Linked DNA regions of Mus musculus: region 2 is linked to region 1. The links are chromatin contacts, called in public promoter capture Hi-C maps. All regions are on one chromosome and are shown on one strand. Each heading gives the region's core, a stretch centred on a gene start, on an enhancer-like site or on the middle of the called end of the contact. The rest is flanking DNA. Distances are from core to core; before and after follow the strand shown.

Region 1 (7,434 bases), core at 4,654-7,153:
ATTCCTTATGGCCTGGAATTCAAACACATGAATCTGTGGGGGTCGTACTTATACAAACCACCACAGTTGTCACCGTGCTCTCGGAAGTCGAGGACAAGAATCTAACTTACTGGGTTGTTCTCATTTTTAAGACAAGGTCAGGCTAGCACCGGACACCTGAGACTCTGAGTGTTGCACACTGTGAACCTAGGGAGATGGAGGGATGTTTTGCCATTCTACCGTTCCACCATCACTAATTCATTTTGGTTTTAATGCTTAGCAGCTCTTAGCATTTCAAGAAGGATTTGGCTTGTCCACTTGTTTTCATGTGAGGTTCCTGGGAGGAAGCTTGGTTAGTGTGATTCATGTGACCTTGAACAGTGAGAATTCCATTTCCCACACTGCCCTGCTCACATATAATACGTTAGTAACTAAGAGGGTGCTACCTTCCAGATTCTACTTCAGATATTCTCTTATTTAAAGGGGGAGGGCGAACCTTTGATGGGCACTGTTACTTCCCTGTTGAGGACTAACAGCCCAGGAAGGTTAACATGGTACCTCCCATGTCCCGTCTAGAAACCTGGAGATGGATCCCTTCTCTAGAATGTGTTTCAGTTTCTTATTCCCCTGGCCTCGTAGTGTCTTCCACTTCCTCCCTGCAGCCTACTCATTTCTTCTCTTTCTCTTTCCTTCCAACTTAGTCCAGGGGCTCTTTCTGTTCCAGACATGTTTTATAGCTTATGCCGTGGCCTCCCCTCCCTCTTGTTTCTTATATTTGGATCACAGATCCTATTCCAGGGCATGCGTAGATCCTCCCACTGGAGTTTGTACCTTGGAATTTGTGTGGCCTTTCCTGCCCTCATACTTTCTCTGTCCCATTCTGCTTTGTAGAGCTGTATTGAAAGAGAACGAGTGAGTGTGAGTGTCTGATGTGGCCCCAGCTGGCCTCAGACTCACCATGTAGCCCAGGCTAGTCTTGATCCTCCTGCCTCCACCTCCCAGATGGTGGGATTGCCTGTGTGCCTGTCAGGCCCAGCTCTTTAGAGCTGAATTTAGTTTCAGGCATTCTCCTTTTGCTTCCTTCATTAAACTCTTTCTGAACTCATTTGCCACGGAGCCCCTCCCTGCCCGTACTGGCCGCACATGGCATTTCTGAATGAGCCAAGGCTGTTTCCATAGTGAACGCTCATTATGGAAGCAGCATGGTGGGGTTTGACTTCCCAGCTCATCTCCATGAACTGCCTTTCAGTGTGGCTTCCTAACTTGGATTAAAATGCACTGAATTGCCCAACTGACAGATGCTTCTGTATTCATGGGTAGATGTAAAACCATCTGAAGCCATTTAGACATGAATGTTAGTTTATTCATTCTTACAGTCTTACTTCTTCAGTATGGAAAAGCATGAATTATGAAAAGAGAAAAAAATATCTCCGAAGATAATGGCCTTTTTCATCACAAACATATTTTTTTTAAAAAAATGTCTATTGAGAAGAAGGCTAAAATAATTTTTCCCCAAAGGTTTTTTTGTTTTGTTTTGCTTTTATATTTTGACTTTGTCTTTTTTCGATATCTCCCTGTTCCCTGCCTATTGTGGGGACAAAACCTCGGACCTCACCTTACACACTTTTCCACTGAGCTAAACCCCTAATCCTGATGGGGAAAATCTTTAAGTCATGAAACTGGCCAGTGACCTGAATTCACTATTGTTCAGTGTGTTTTCTCCTCCTGCCCTCTGTCTTACATAAACTGCACCTTGCTTCCATGCCTGTGGGTGTTATCCTGTACTGTCTGACCTGCCTTTGAATTGGGCCGTGATTCCTTGATGGATGTATAATTTACTGCAGACTGCTGCATTCCGGAGACCTGCTGTTAGAAACACATGGGTTAATGAGCTGACATTTTCCTTATTTAATGACAGTGACTGCAGATTAAAGAGAAAATGGTCAACTGGATGGAGCTTGTGGAGGAGGCAGAGTTAGTGTGGAATCTATGGCGCTAAAAGACACTATTTGCCTGGAAAAGCTGCTTTCCAGTGACAAGACGTTGATACTAGGAGGACATTTCTGTTAATGATCTTGAAGCCTAAATACTGTTTGTCTGTATACCCCCACATACTCATACATACATGCACACACACACACACACACACACACACACACACACACACGCACGCACGTATTCTTACACGCACCTCTCTCCCATATTAGTCAAGCCTTGGTACTTATAGTTAGTGTTAGTTACTATTGTTTCCTGTTAAAAATAACCTCACCAGTTCCAGCCCATTTAATACACTCTCTTAGGTTTATAAACTCCCTCTGAATGCTTAAAGTAAAACAAAACAGAGGGGGCCGAGATTTTTATATTTATTTTTCCAGACTGGTGTTTGGTAGGTGGTTATGAAAATTGGCATTCCTATTATGAAATAAATGATCTTGATTCGTTGATGTACCAGAGAGATTTTTTATAGCACTATAGATTTTAATAGTGAATAATTAATTGGTCAATGTTGTTTTCTTTATTTTTAGGTTGATGCCTTTCCTCCCAATGGCTATGGCTTATACAACATAGTGGGGAATGTGTGGGAGTGGACCTCAGACTGGTGGACTGTTCACCATTCTGTTGAGGAAACGTTCAACCCAGTGAGTATCTTGTAGAATAGGCTTGTATCTTGATGGGTGACCCTTGTCCTCTGAGCAGACAGCAGCAAGGGTTTCATGCATCCGTCTTGACATTAACTTTCCATTTCTTTAAAGGAATACCGTGTACATGTCTCTTGTTTCAGCTTCAGAGCCCTTTATAAAAATGTCTTATTTTATGTGCCACTGGACTGTGATAATGGTAACTATTTTGGGGTGTTTACCTATGCTTCATCTCATAAATTTGAGCAAAGTGTGGTATATAAATGGCTGCAAAATTCACTAATGTTTTATTATTAACTGTTAAGATATATGACACGGTATTCTTCATGAACCTCCTCACCTGGGCTGTGATGAGAACGGATTTTGTTTCAGCAGTGTAATTTGGAGAAAATGAGAGGAACTTGTTGAGTGAGAAACTTGAGTCACTTAGCAGTTGTTTTCATGAGCCTGTTCATATGACATTCATAGGAGAATGTACCTATTCCTTGGAAAAGAAGACCGCCTTGTCTATTTGAGTTTTACTTCCCCTGTCTTTTTAAAATAAGTTATTTATTTATTTATATCCCAAATCCCCTCTCAGTCAGTCCCCCTCACAGAGACCTTTCCCCATTCTCCCTCCCCTTCACATCTGAGAGAGTGGGCCCCCCCCCCCCGTGGCTATCCCCCACTCTGGTGCATCAAGTCTCTGTCACTGTAACCAGACAAGGCAGCGCTGTGGGGAACGCTTACCACAGTCAGACTACAGCTTTAGAGAAAGCCTCTGCTCCAGTGTTTGGGGGCCCCACATGGAGACTGAGCTGAACGTCTGTTATATGTGTGCTGGGGGCTTTGTTTCAGCCTGTGTGTGTTCTTTGGTTGGTAATTCAGTGTTCGAGAGTCCCTAGAAGTCCAGGTTAGTTGACTCTGCTGGTCCTCCTGTTGGGTTTCCATCCCCTTCATTGACAAGTTCCTTGCCCCTAAAACCATGCTCTCTAGTACTGTAAACATTTTAATAGGAGCATGTGTTTAGACGGTGCCTCCTTTACAAAGATCATCTTTGAATACTTGTTGTCGTTGGACATCTTGGGGATGGGTATTCATCAAACTGACCGAAGAACAGTATTAAAACCAGCCCCACTGGTAATGCTCTGTGTGCAGTGCCCAGAAGACGGTGATAAAGAACATTAATGCTTTAGTTGCTTCTCATTCAAAGGTTATTGAAAAACCTGTTGAACTCCATGCCTCAGGCCATTTTCAGACTGTTCGGATAAGTTTCCGTTTGATATGCTTAATTTGTTTTCACAGAAAAATATGTGGGCTGTTCATGAATAGTCCAAAGATATATATCTACCTTTTTGGAAGTACAGATGAAAAAGATGAATTCTTTAGAAGCTCTACCCATCCTTTCTTTTCCCTTCTGTCAGGACTGGTGGTTGTAGTGGTCAAACAGCCTGTGTCTCCAAGTGAGAAGATTGTGCAGACTTGGGGAGTTTGTGCTTGGAGCCCCTCTCCCTGTTGGCAAGATGTGACTTGGCGTTTGCTGTCAGAGGCAGAAATAGATTTTCCCTGTCAGATTAAAGCATCTGCATGCTTGGAAGGGGCTGTGCAAGGCTCCAGAATCTTGGCAAGTTGTGAATGTAGCTATCTGAGCATCTGCTGTGGCGCTCAGGGCTCGTTAGCTTTCACTTCTGCAACGGCCTGACTTTCTCCTAAGGATTTGTAGAAGAAGTCCCATTTTTCCTTTCAGCTGTTGCAGGCTATTTCCTGATGTCACTCTAGTTCTGTGAAATTGTCCCATTTATTCTAGTCTTTGTCACATGGCCTCATTTGCTTTCTGATTTGATGGGGTTGTAGTTCAACCATTTTGAGAACTAACCCCCAAATTCTTGATGCCATCATGGGGATTGTTATAGCTCTCTTATGCAGCACACATGGAATCATCAGTGTCTGTCATCAGTCTCCCAGGTGAACTCCTTGTCTTCACTCTATCGGCTGCCTTGCATCTTGAATGGTCTTTGTGCAGACCAAATCTAATACTGCTACTTTTCCACTCAGATTCATGCATACTCCCTCTCCCTCCCCCTCCTCCTCCCCCTCCCCCTCAGATATTATTGCACAGCTCAGTCTGTCTTAGAGCTCACTATATAGCCCAGGCTGACCCAGTATACGTGTCTCTGAATGGCTTCTTACTGTCTGCAAAATAAAGAAATAAATATGACTCTGAAAGCCAAAAAATGGTTTGGTCTTTGCTGATCTCTTCTTCAGACACAACTTTCAGTTCCTTTTAAAACCTTTAACTATGAAATGTTACATGAGCCCAGAGAAATACAGAAAGAAATAAGATAATTGGAACCTCTGTAGCTGTTTTTCTCTCTTTTTAATCAAAGAAAGAGGATAAAAGAGCAAGAGTTGTTTTTATCAGCACTTGGTGTTGTCAGTGTTTGACACTTCACTGCCCTGGTTAGTGTTTACTGCTCTTTTACTGTGGTTTTCAGTCATTTAAAGTATTTTTTACTCTTATTCTGTATGTGCAAGTACTGTACCTGCATGTATGTATGTGCACCAAGTGTGTGAGTTGTGCACATGGAGGTCAGAAGGGGGCATCAGATCACCTGGAACTGGAGGTAGAGACTGCTGAAAGTTATGTGAGTGCTGGGACTCAAGCCCCTGCGCTCTGGACGAGGGTAGAGCATAACTGGTGACCTGTCTCTCTGCCCCACAGTCGGCAGTTTGCAGTCTGGACACAGGGTAAGAAACATCTGGCTATCTCTTGTTCTTGATGTTCGGCCATGTCTTGTTTTCATATGGACATAGTTATTTCTGGCTGAATTCCAGACATATCTTGTGGGAAACCGAGGTGAGGTTTTGAGTTCTAGCTGGTGCAGTCTTTCTCTAGAGTCTTTACCTTTGTCTTTGTGTCACATCAGCCTAACCAGTTAGGATCTGAAGTGTATGAAGCTGAGCTTTCGTCCCTCTCAAGCCCATTGCCAGTTCTCCTTGACTCTTCAGGGTACCAACTGAGAGACTAGGGGATGGATTCACCATGGAGACTCCTTGGAGGGCTCTGAACTCCAAATTTTGTTTTCTTAGGCTGTGAATGGGTTGAAAGGTATTCAGCATCTGCTGCCATTTGAATCAGCAGATCCCTAGGGGATTTTCCTGGGATTTGGGCTCTGTGATTCTTACAGCTGTGGAGGCTCACCTGACTTGACCAATTCCTATTTTTCTGTGAGGGCCTAACTTGTTTGCCTTTCTTCCCTAATGGCTTATGTATCATTAGTGCTTGGCACAGAACCTGGAGTATAACCATTAATTTCACAGTAATGCCAGTTCCAGACATTTAGACCTGGAACACTCAAGTCGCTGTCCAAATTCCAGGTGGGTCAAAAGCAAAGTTAGAAATAGACATCTTCATGGAGAGTTTTGACCCCGAGTGCCTATGTAAACATTTTATCTCAGAACCTGACCTCTTTAGTGCCCCGTGCTCATGCTAGCCCCAGAACTGGCTTATAGCAAATAGTTTTAAAAACTGCATTGGAGAGCTGGGGGAAAAGTCAACTTTCCTCATGCACAGGTTATTCAGGACATATCTTTTTCTTATTCAGTGGCTTCTACAGAGCAAAAGTTAATCATTAGTTTTTATTTTATTGAGCTGTCATCTATGGCAAAGCAGTCTGTAGAAACAGCCTGGCATACTTTGTACACAAAGTTCTAAGAGTAAATGAGATATTTGGCCACGTGCCATGAGGATCAGTTCAGTTTGCTTTTTTTGTGTGTGCATCTGCCCATCTCTCAGTCCATAGAGCACCCATAAAGACAACCCAAAGTGTGGACATTTGCTTTGATGTATCTTTTTTTTTTTTTTTTAAATAAAGATTTATTTATTTGTTATGTGTAAGTACACTGTAGCTGTCTTCAGACACTCCAGAAGAGGGCATCAGATTTCGTTACTGATAGTGGTGAGCCACCATGTAGTTGCTGGGATTTGAACTCAGGATCTTTGGAAAAGCAGTCGGCGCACTTAACCACTGAGCTATCTCGCCAGCCCACTTTGATATATCTTAACTACATAAAATATTCAAGTTAAAAAATTTATTTGTTGCCCGGCCGCCATCGGAGAGCATCAGCCATGGCTCTGCGCTACCCCATGGCCGTAGGCCTCAACAAGGGCCACAAGGTGACGAAAAACGTCAGTAAGCCGAGACACAGCCGGCGACGCGGGCGCCTCACCAAACACACCAAGTTCGTGCGGGACATGATCCGGGAGGTGTGCGACTTCGCACCCTACGAGCGGCGAGCCATGGAGTTGCTCAAAGTGTCCAAGGACAAGCGCGCACTCAAGTTCATCAAGAAGAGGGTGGGCACGCACATCCGCGCCAAGAGAAAGCGGGAGGAGCTGAGCAACGTGCTGGCAGCCATGAGGAAGGCAGCGGCCAAGAAGGATTGATGAACCCTCCCCCAATAAAAGATGGTTCCTACAAAAAAAAAAAAATTTATTTGTATTTTTTCTTTCTCATTTGCTTACATCTGGGCCCCATATCATCTGTGCCATTATATAGTGCATTCAAAAAAAAATGTAGACCTAAGAAAAGGTAAGCGATTATTTAATGTTCTGATTTCCTATGCTTGCTGCATCACTATGGCTACCATGATGCTATGTCGCTGGTGATGTGATGGGATAGTATGATTTATAGTATCCTTCTGGTTCTAAGAGAAACACAGTTGTATCTAAACAGGCTGCTTGTTTGCTTGTTTGTTCTGCAACATGGGACAGGATCTTATTCTGTAGCTCAGACTGGCCTTAAACAGAAATCCTTCAGCCTCTGCTGCAATTTTA
Region 2 (6,580 bases), core at 2,571-5,070, 92 kb before region 1:
CCCTCCGCATACAGAGAACAAATGTCTCCAATATGTAGGAAACTCGACATTTTGTCAGACATGTCCGTGTTGGAAAGCCTAGACAAAGTAAAACATGCAACACTGTTAGCAGAAGAGACATGATGAGGGGGAAAAAATGTCACTAAGATTTGGCTTAGCTCAATTTCCCCCAGCGCATTACTTAAAATTCAAATTTAAATAGGCGTTTGACAGGCAGGCGATTCCATGAGCCAAGTGAGGACATCTGCAACTACATTCTGTCCTGCATATTAAAGTTCTGGGTATTCCAATCACATTAGCACTGGCTTCTAACAAGGCCACGCCCAGGTCAGATTCAACGCTTTGAGGACCCTTCCCTAATACTGAACTGCCCAGACACCAGGGAACCCAGCCAAGAACTCTGTAGTGATTAAGGAGCTGGGAAGTCTGACGTGTGACACATTAACATATTCAACATGCCTCAGGGAATGGTAAGTCAAAGGAAGCACCTGGTAAAAACTTAGCTCTGGCAAAGCCATGGGGGCTGGGTTAAGGAATCAAAGCAACAAGATGACGTTAATGGAAGGAAACCTGGGACTGAGTGATAATCACAATGCCTCGGAGGCCGATAGCCCACACTCCACACAAATGCTGCATCAGTTTTGCCTTCTCTACCAGGAAACACTCCTGGATGTAGTAAGACCCCTGCCCAGCCAGGTCCAGGCCCAAACATGCCGATTCAGGCACTAATCAATACTAAGATTCCCTGGCTGGGATTAGGTAGAAGTAATTCAAGAAAAATATTCCTCTATTCCAGGAAATCTCTACAAAGCCCAGAAACTATTAAACACACACACACACAATGTATATACAAAAATATTGAAGTGATTCCTAACAACATCTTTCACCCCGGCCATGACCATGGAGGAACAGGAGCCAACTGCAAGCCGTTGAACTGACCTTTAGCAAACGCGCTCAGCTATGAGGAGAGCAGCGGCCCTGGTGGGGCCTGCAGAGCTTCCCTGCGTTTCCTCTGCATCTGGGATGTTGATGCATGAAGTGTTGGGGGTTTCCTCTCAGCCCAGAGCCCTCTGGAAACCTTTCCCCTTCTACTGACTCCAATAAATCATTTACTGCACAGGCCACAAGAGTTGTAATGATGCGGAAGGGGAAAATGTCCTCTCTCCCCTTCAGCTCTTCTCTGGGTGCCAAGTTTTCCTCGGCAGGCAAACTTCTGGAAGCACTCTCCTCCTTCGGCAGGAATGCCAGATGCGGCAAGGAAACCGTTAGGAGAAGCGGCCTGCCTCCCTGACTGTGAGGCGCTACGGGGAAAGCTGCCCACTGCTCTGACAACCCGGACACTTCAGGAGAGACAAAGACTCAGGCTTATTTATAGAAGAGTCAGCAACCGAGAACATAATCAACTCTCAGACAAAGCAACTCCCATCTCCAGATCTGGAGGGAAGATACCCAAGGAGCATGCGGAGGGGCCAAGATGCCAGCTACTGCTCTCTAGAACCCTGTCACTCATACTGCTATTTCTTCCTAAGGCCCTTGTATCTAGAGTCAAACCAATGTTTTGAACAACATGCAAAAAAGAAATACCAATGGAAATCCCTCCACCCCCCAAAAAATGCACTTTAGGTCCTTCTATTTAAAAGCATTATCATAAATGACCAGAAAGTTAACATACTTCTGGGACCAATATTTTCTTTCTTTTGAAAAAGAAAGAGAGGGGGGAAGGGAGGGAGGGGGAGAGAGAGGGAGGGAGGGAGGGAGGGAGGGAGGGAGGGAGGGAGGGAAGGAGAGAAGGAGGGAGGAAGGAAGGAAGGAGAAAAGAAAAGAGAGAGAGGTTATAAACGTTTTGAGATAGCATCATATGACGTAGCCCAGGCTGGCCGTGAACACAAGAGAGACTACTGACTCAGATTCTCTGCCGAGATTAAAGTTGGCACTCTATACCTCACTAGGGATCAAACCCAGAGCTCTATGTATACTGGGCTAGTGCTCTACCTCGGCGCCATCCCCTCCACCCCACATTGTGATAATTTTACATGAAGAGGCCAGAGACCATGTATAATAAAAGCACAAGATGATTGTTTTGCTTCCTCTGCGCTAGGGGATCGAATCTCGGATCTTGATATGCTAAGCCAGTGCTCTGCTATGTAGCTATCTCCCGGCTGTAGGGCTGTAGGACTGGTTATTAGAAAAGAAGTTCTGTTTGACTGACTTCTGAGTCAGGCCAAATTTGTGTCTGTACATACGGGCCTCCCAGAGGACCAACGGGGAGCTGCTGGATGCAGGAGGGCAGGAATGTGCTTAGGCAAGACAAGCAGGGCCAATTCGGAGTGACTAAAGCTCTCCTCCCAGGCCGTATCCTTCTAAAGGGCATTTGGCTCCGATGAAGGCCAAGCCAGACAGCAGCAGCATGATATTGTCCTTCAAATCTACATCCTCTTCTGGGTATCTTACTGAAAGTTTCTCTCACTGTAAAGCAGCAGATACAACCCAGGGTTCTGTAGTAGCAGAGTGTGACATAACCTGTAAGGCCTGGGACATGACAGCAATGGCAAGACATGACAGAATGAGTGAACCTGCAACCTGACAATCACAACAGGTTCCTGGACTTCAGTTGACACTAAGAATCTACAGCAGTCCTATTTGTCCCATCCAGGTTCCAGCCTGACCCCACCCGGCTTAGCTTCTGAGATCAGAGCAGATGAGAAACTCTCTGAGTAGCTTGGAGCTTGAACGCTTCAGCCCCACCATTAAGCTGAATAGCTAACGCCTGTCAAGGACTATCGTGTCCACCTCTGTGCTGAGAATAAGATTGTCTCAGAATCCTCCAGACATGTGGCACGGCGTGACATAGGTCCACCCCTCTTTTGTTGTTGGGGAAACTGAAGAACAGAAAGGTTCACATGTTCATCATAGATAATTAGTCAGACAGGAGGCACAGAGATCTACTGAGTTCTTACATGGGCTTCTTCATCAACAGTAATCCCTGGGAAAATGGAAAATGTCCACTGTTCTTATTCTCTGGGTGGCAGTGGAGAACTGTTCACTTTTAATGTTTTTTTTTAATTTATTCTTCTCTCATACAATACATCCTGCCACACCCTCTCCTCCCTCCACATTTTTTTTCTTTATGGACAATTCTAATTCATTTTTTTCCTACTGCTGAATTCCTCATTTTCCTACCTTAGTCAAATATAACACTTTTGTTAAGTCAGAAGAAAGGGTACGCGTCTTCTTTCTTGCCCATATGCTTATTAAGTAGACAAGATAATTGAACAAGTAACCTTTTGCCATAGTTTATATTTCCCCTGAAAACAGAGGCCAGTACACCCACCACAGTTAATGATCCTCAACTGGGCCATCTGCCAAAGGTCCCAACTTTAAAAAAAAAAAAATTAAGGATCATTAGGGCAGATTCATCCCCAGGGGCATCAGACAGTGATTTGTTTCTTGGATAAGTTGAGTAAGTGAACCACTTCCAGGTCTGGTTGGAAACACCTGGGTCTCCCGCTGCTCTGCCTTTAATGGCACACAGGGATAGGAGAGGGCCAGGAGGAGAGACTCTGAAACAATTATCAGTTGTGTACTGAAAGGGAAAACCGGGGCTAGCAGAGTCAAAACAACAGGCGTTTGGGGCTGGAGGGACTAGGTAGGAAGTAGGCCTGGCAGCAATCATCAGGAAGACTTCCTGTTGTTAGAGAGCTGGGTGGGAGGCCACTTCTTTATCTGATTGAGGACCATTCTGCCTGTATGCCTCTACCAGCCACACGCAGGGCTCCCAGTAGTCCTCAAACACAATGACCCGGTCACTGTGAGAAAAACAGAGCAGGTACCAACCTGCCATGCTGTCCTAACTGTGTCATAACTGCAGCTCCCAACACTACAAGGACACCCAGGGCTCCATGCCAACAGCTCTACAAAACAGGCTTAGTAGTCGACTAAGTCGACCTATGACTCCATCCTGACTCTCTATGTGTAAGGTATTTTTGTATGCTAAGCCCACCAAGACTTCTCGGCTGATGTGGACCTCTGTACATATCTCTACACTGGGGATAGACTTCAGAGACATGTCATAGGGAAGGGATGAGGCCATGAATGCAAAGTGCCTGAGACACGAGCTGACATGCTTTCAGCGTTCACTGCTAGCTCTTTTCTTCAGTTAAAAGATAAAGACTAATTCTGAAAGAATCTAAGATCTCGACCTCCATGAAGGGGGGGGGGGGTTCCTCTGTAATAAAATGTCAGCTAGGCGTTGCCACAAATGACCTCCTGTAAGACCTGTGATGATCCATTTTACTTTAGGGAAAGATAATTATCCTTCCTAATTCCTCTACTGGGAAAAAGCTGAACGGTACAGAACGACTCTCAACTCCCAATCATGAGGCCCGCAGGCCTTTCTGAAGGCACAGAACTATAGACTGAATACACACAGTGGCTTGAACCACTGGCTAAGCATGTCATCATGCATGTCTCTTGTGCACTGCTGGAATCCAGCAAAAAAAAAAAAAAAAAAGTCTCCTCTGGAAGCTCACAGCTCCTGCTTAAGTACACAGCAATTACTGCTGTCCCCACAGGGAGGCAGCCACCTCCCAAAACTTTTCCTTCTCACCTGTCTTCTGAAGTTTCAAAGGCTTCTAAATCTGTGAGGGCTGCATAGCTCTCTCACAATGGCTTACCACTTTCCTTCCACTCTGACACAGTATGGTCTCCAAAGCTCAGCGTACAGGAAGACAGAAGGCTCCGGGCTCAAAGCACCAGCACTGACTCCCAGTTCTGCGAGTTACTCAGTGTAGGAATTCACAACTTCCCTAAACCCTGCTGTCCCCCGCTCTACACTATATACATCTTGAGGTTTGGGTACATGACTGTGACAAGCACCAGCAATGCCCCTGGTATAAAGCTGTGTCACCATCTCTATGACCTACAAGCGCCACCACCCATCACCACCCCCGGCTGATTGCTGCCTAAGGCACCTGTCAGAACAGGATTTTTCCAGAATAGCTGGCCAGAGTAGAGGATAGCTGCCCTGGTGCTTCTGCACACTGCGGCCACAGCAGCCAGATGGAGTTCCCACCCCCTGTGTCCGAGCTTCTCACTGCCTAAGAAATGGGTAAAGAAAAGGGGGTGTTTGGCTGCACTCCTAGGGACAGGGCAAGAACAAACACACAAACACAGAGATCTACTCTAAGAACAGAGCAGAGGGAGTGGCACTCAGTGTCCATGTTGTTCTCTGCCTCCCAGATACTCTCTGTGTGCTCTGCTGGCCCCTTTGCCTAACTAGGATCTCCACAGATCTGTCACTGGCAACAGCATCTAGGGTTCTGCTCCTGGTTGCCCACAGCATCATCACAAGCTTTACGGCATTCACAGTCACCTGCCTAGCTTCAGTGAAAGCAAGCCCTTCGGCTCTCAGTTCAATCATTATTCCCACGATCACTGGGTGAAGACAAATCCTTCTGCAACTTCCACAAACTCTGCCTGTGAGATCTTCTCTCCTCAGCTTGCTTCTGTCACAAGCTCACATCTATCGGTGTGATGCTTGTCTGACACCCTTGAGGGATAGGCAATTCTAGAGCTCTGCTCTCTACACAACTGTATCTCCAACAGCAATGCCTTGCATACAGTAGGTGCTCACAGAATAAGAGTAGGTGCTGTCAGATGAAAGACTGAAGAGCTTGGCTTGAACATCCACTCCTCGTGATTTTAAATCTCAACATTACTAAGCCCTTCATTTCTCCTAACCTCGCCTCGCTTCCGTCAGTCTCAGCCAGCTTCATTTCTTTTTTTCCCCATTTTCACTTGTGTGTAAGCCTGTGGGGTGTGTGTGTGTGTACATAAGTTTGAGTATGTGGGAGCACTGTGAGGGCACACATATGCATGTGTGTACACATCCACAGATGAGGTTGACGTCAGGAATCACCATCAAGCCCAGAGTCTCCAGGATGTCTAGTCTCACAAGCTGTGCCCAGGGATCTTCTGTCTCTATCTTTCAAGGCTGCAGTTGTAGGCAGGTGGCTATGTGGGCTCCAGGAACCTGAACTGCCATCCGTACCTCCGAATGGCAAGCACTTTAACTACTAAGCTATCTCCCCAGTCCCAAATACCATTTTTCAACTTATTTTTTTATTAATATGCATGTATGTGTGACAGCTTGTCCGCATGTGTGCTACATGCGTTTAGTGCCCTCAGAGACCAGGAAAGGGCAATGAATCCTCTAGGGCTGAGTTCCTGGCAGTCATGAGCTGCCATGTGGGTGCTGGAACTGAAACTGGGTTTTCTGCCAGAGCAGCAAGTACTCTAACCACAAAGCCATCCCTCCACCCCATATTTCATTTCTTTCTTTTTTTTTTTCATTTTAATGACTTATTTTTATTTTATTCATATTAGTGTTCTGCCTGCTTGCATCCTATGTGTGAGAGTCTCAGATCCCCTGGAACTGAACTTAAGGACAGGTGCAAGCTGCCATGGAGATGCTGGGAACCAACCCGAGTCCATTGGAAGAATAGGCAGTGCTCTTAACTGCTGAGCCATCTCTCCAGACCCCGTCCCTTTTATTTCTTAACTAGATTCTTGAAAGGTCTAG

The links. Capture Hi-C pulls out chosen DNA fragments and counts their contacts.
Region 2: a promoter capture Hi-C map of pancreatic islet shows a contact between it and region 1. The contact joins two enhancer-like sites. A contact is called at or near these places in 3 of 484 Hi-C or Micro-C datasets (conventional dendritic cells and double positive thymocytes) and 3 of 9 other capture datasets (adipose tissue, liver and pancreatic islet).

Annotation. Positions count from the first base shown.
Region 1 is chr6:108,139,775-108,147,208 of GRCm38.p6, reverse strand. Sumf1 (sulfatase modifying factor 1) reads left to right here. Exons shown (of 9, transcript NM_145937.3): 7 at 2,505-2,618. It also overlaps the pseudogene Rpl36-ps12. Among named protein-coding and RNA genes, the nearest start is that of Sumf1, 42 kb to the left of the region's middle. Within about 2 kb of position 5,903, at least 21 of the 459 cell types and tissues checked have an H3K27ac peak or open chromatin away from gene starts, as enhancers often do. A contact at or near this core is called in liver and pancreatic islet, where this site is marked.
Region 2 is chr6:108,230,476-108,237,055 of GRCm38.p6, reverse strand. It overlaps Itpr1 (inositol 1,4,5-trisphosphate receptor 1), which reads right to left. Exons shown (of 62, transcript NM_010585.5): 3 at 1-78. The coding sequence starts at 62. Among named protein-coding and RNA genes, the nearest start is that of Itpr1, 21 kb to the right of the region's middle. Within about 2 kb of position 3,820, at least 63 of the 459 cell types and tissues checked have an H3K27ac peak or open chromatin away from gene starts, as enhancers often do. A contact at or near this core is called in liver and pancreatic islet, where this site is marked.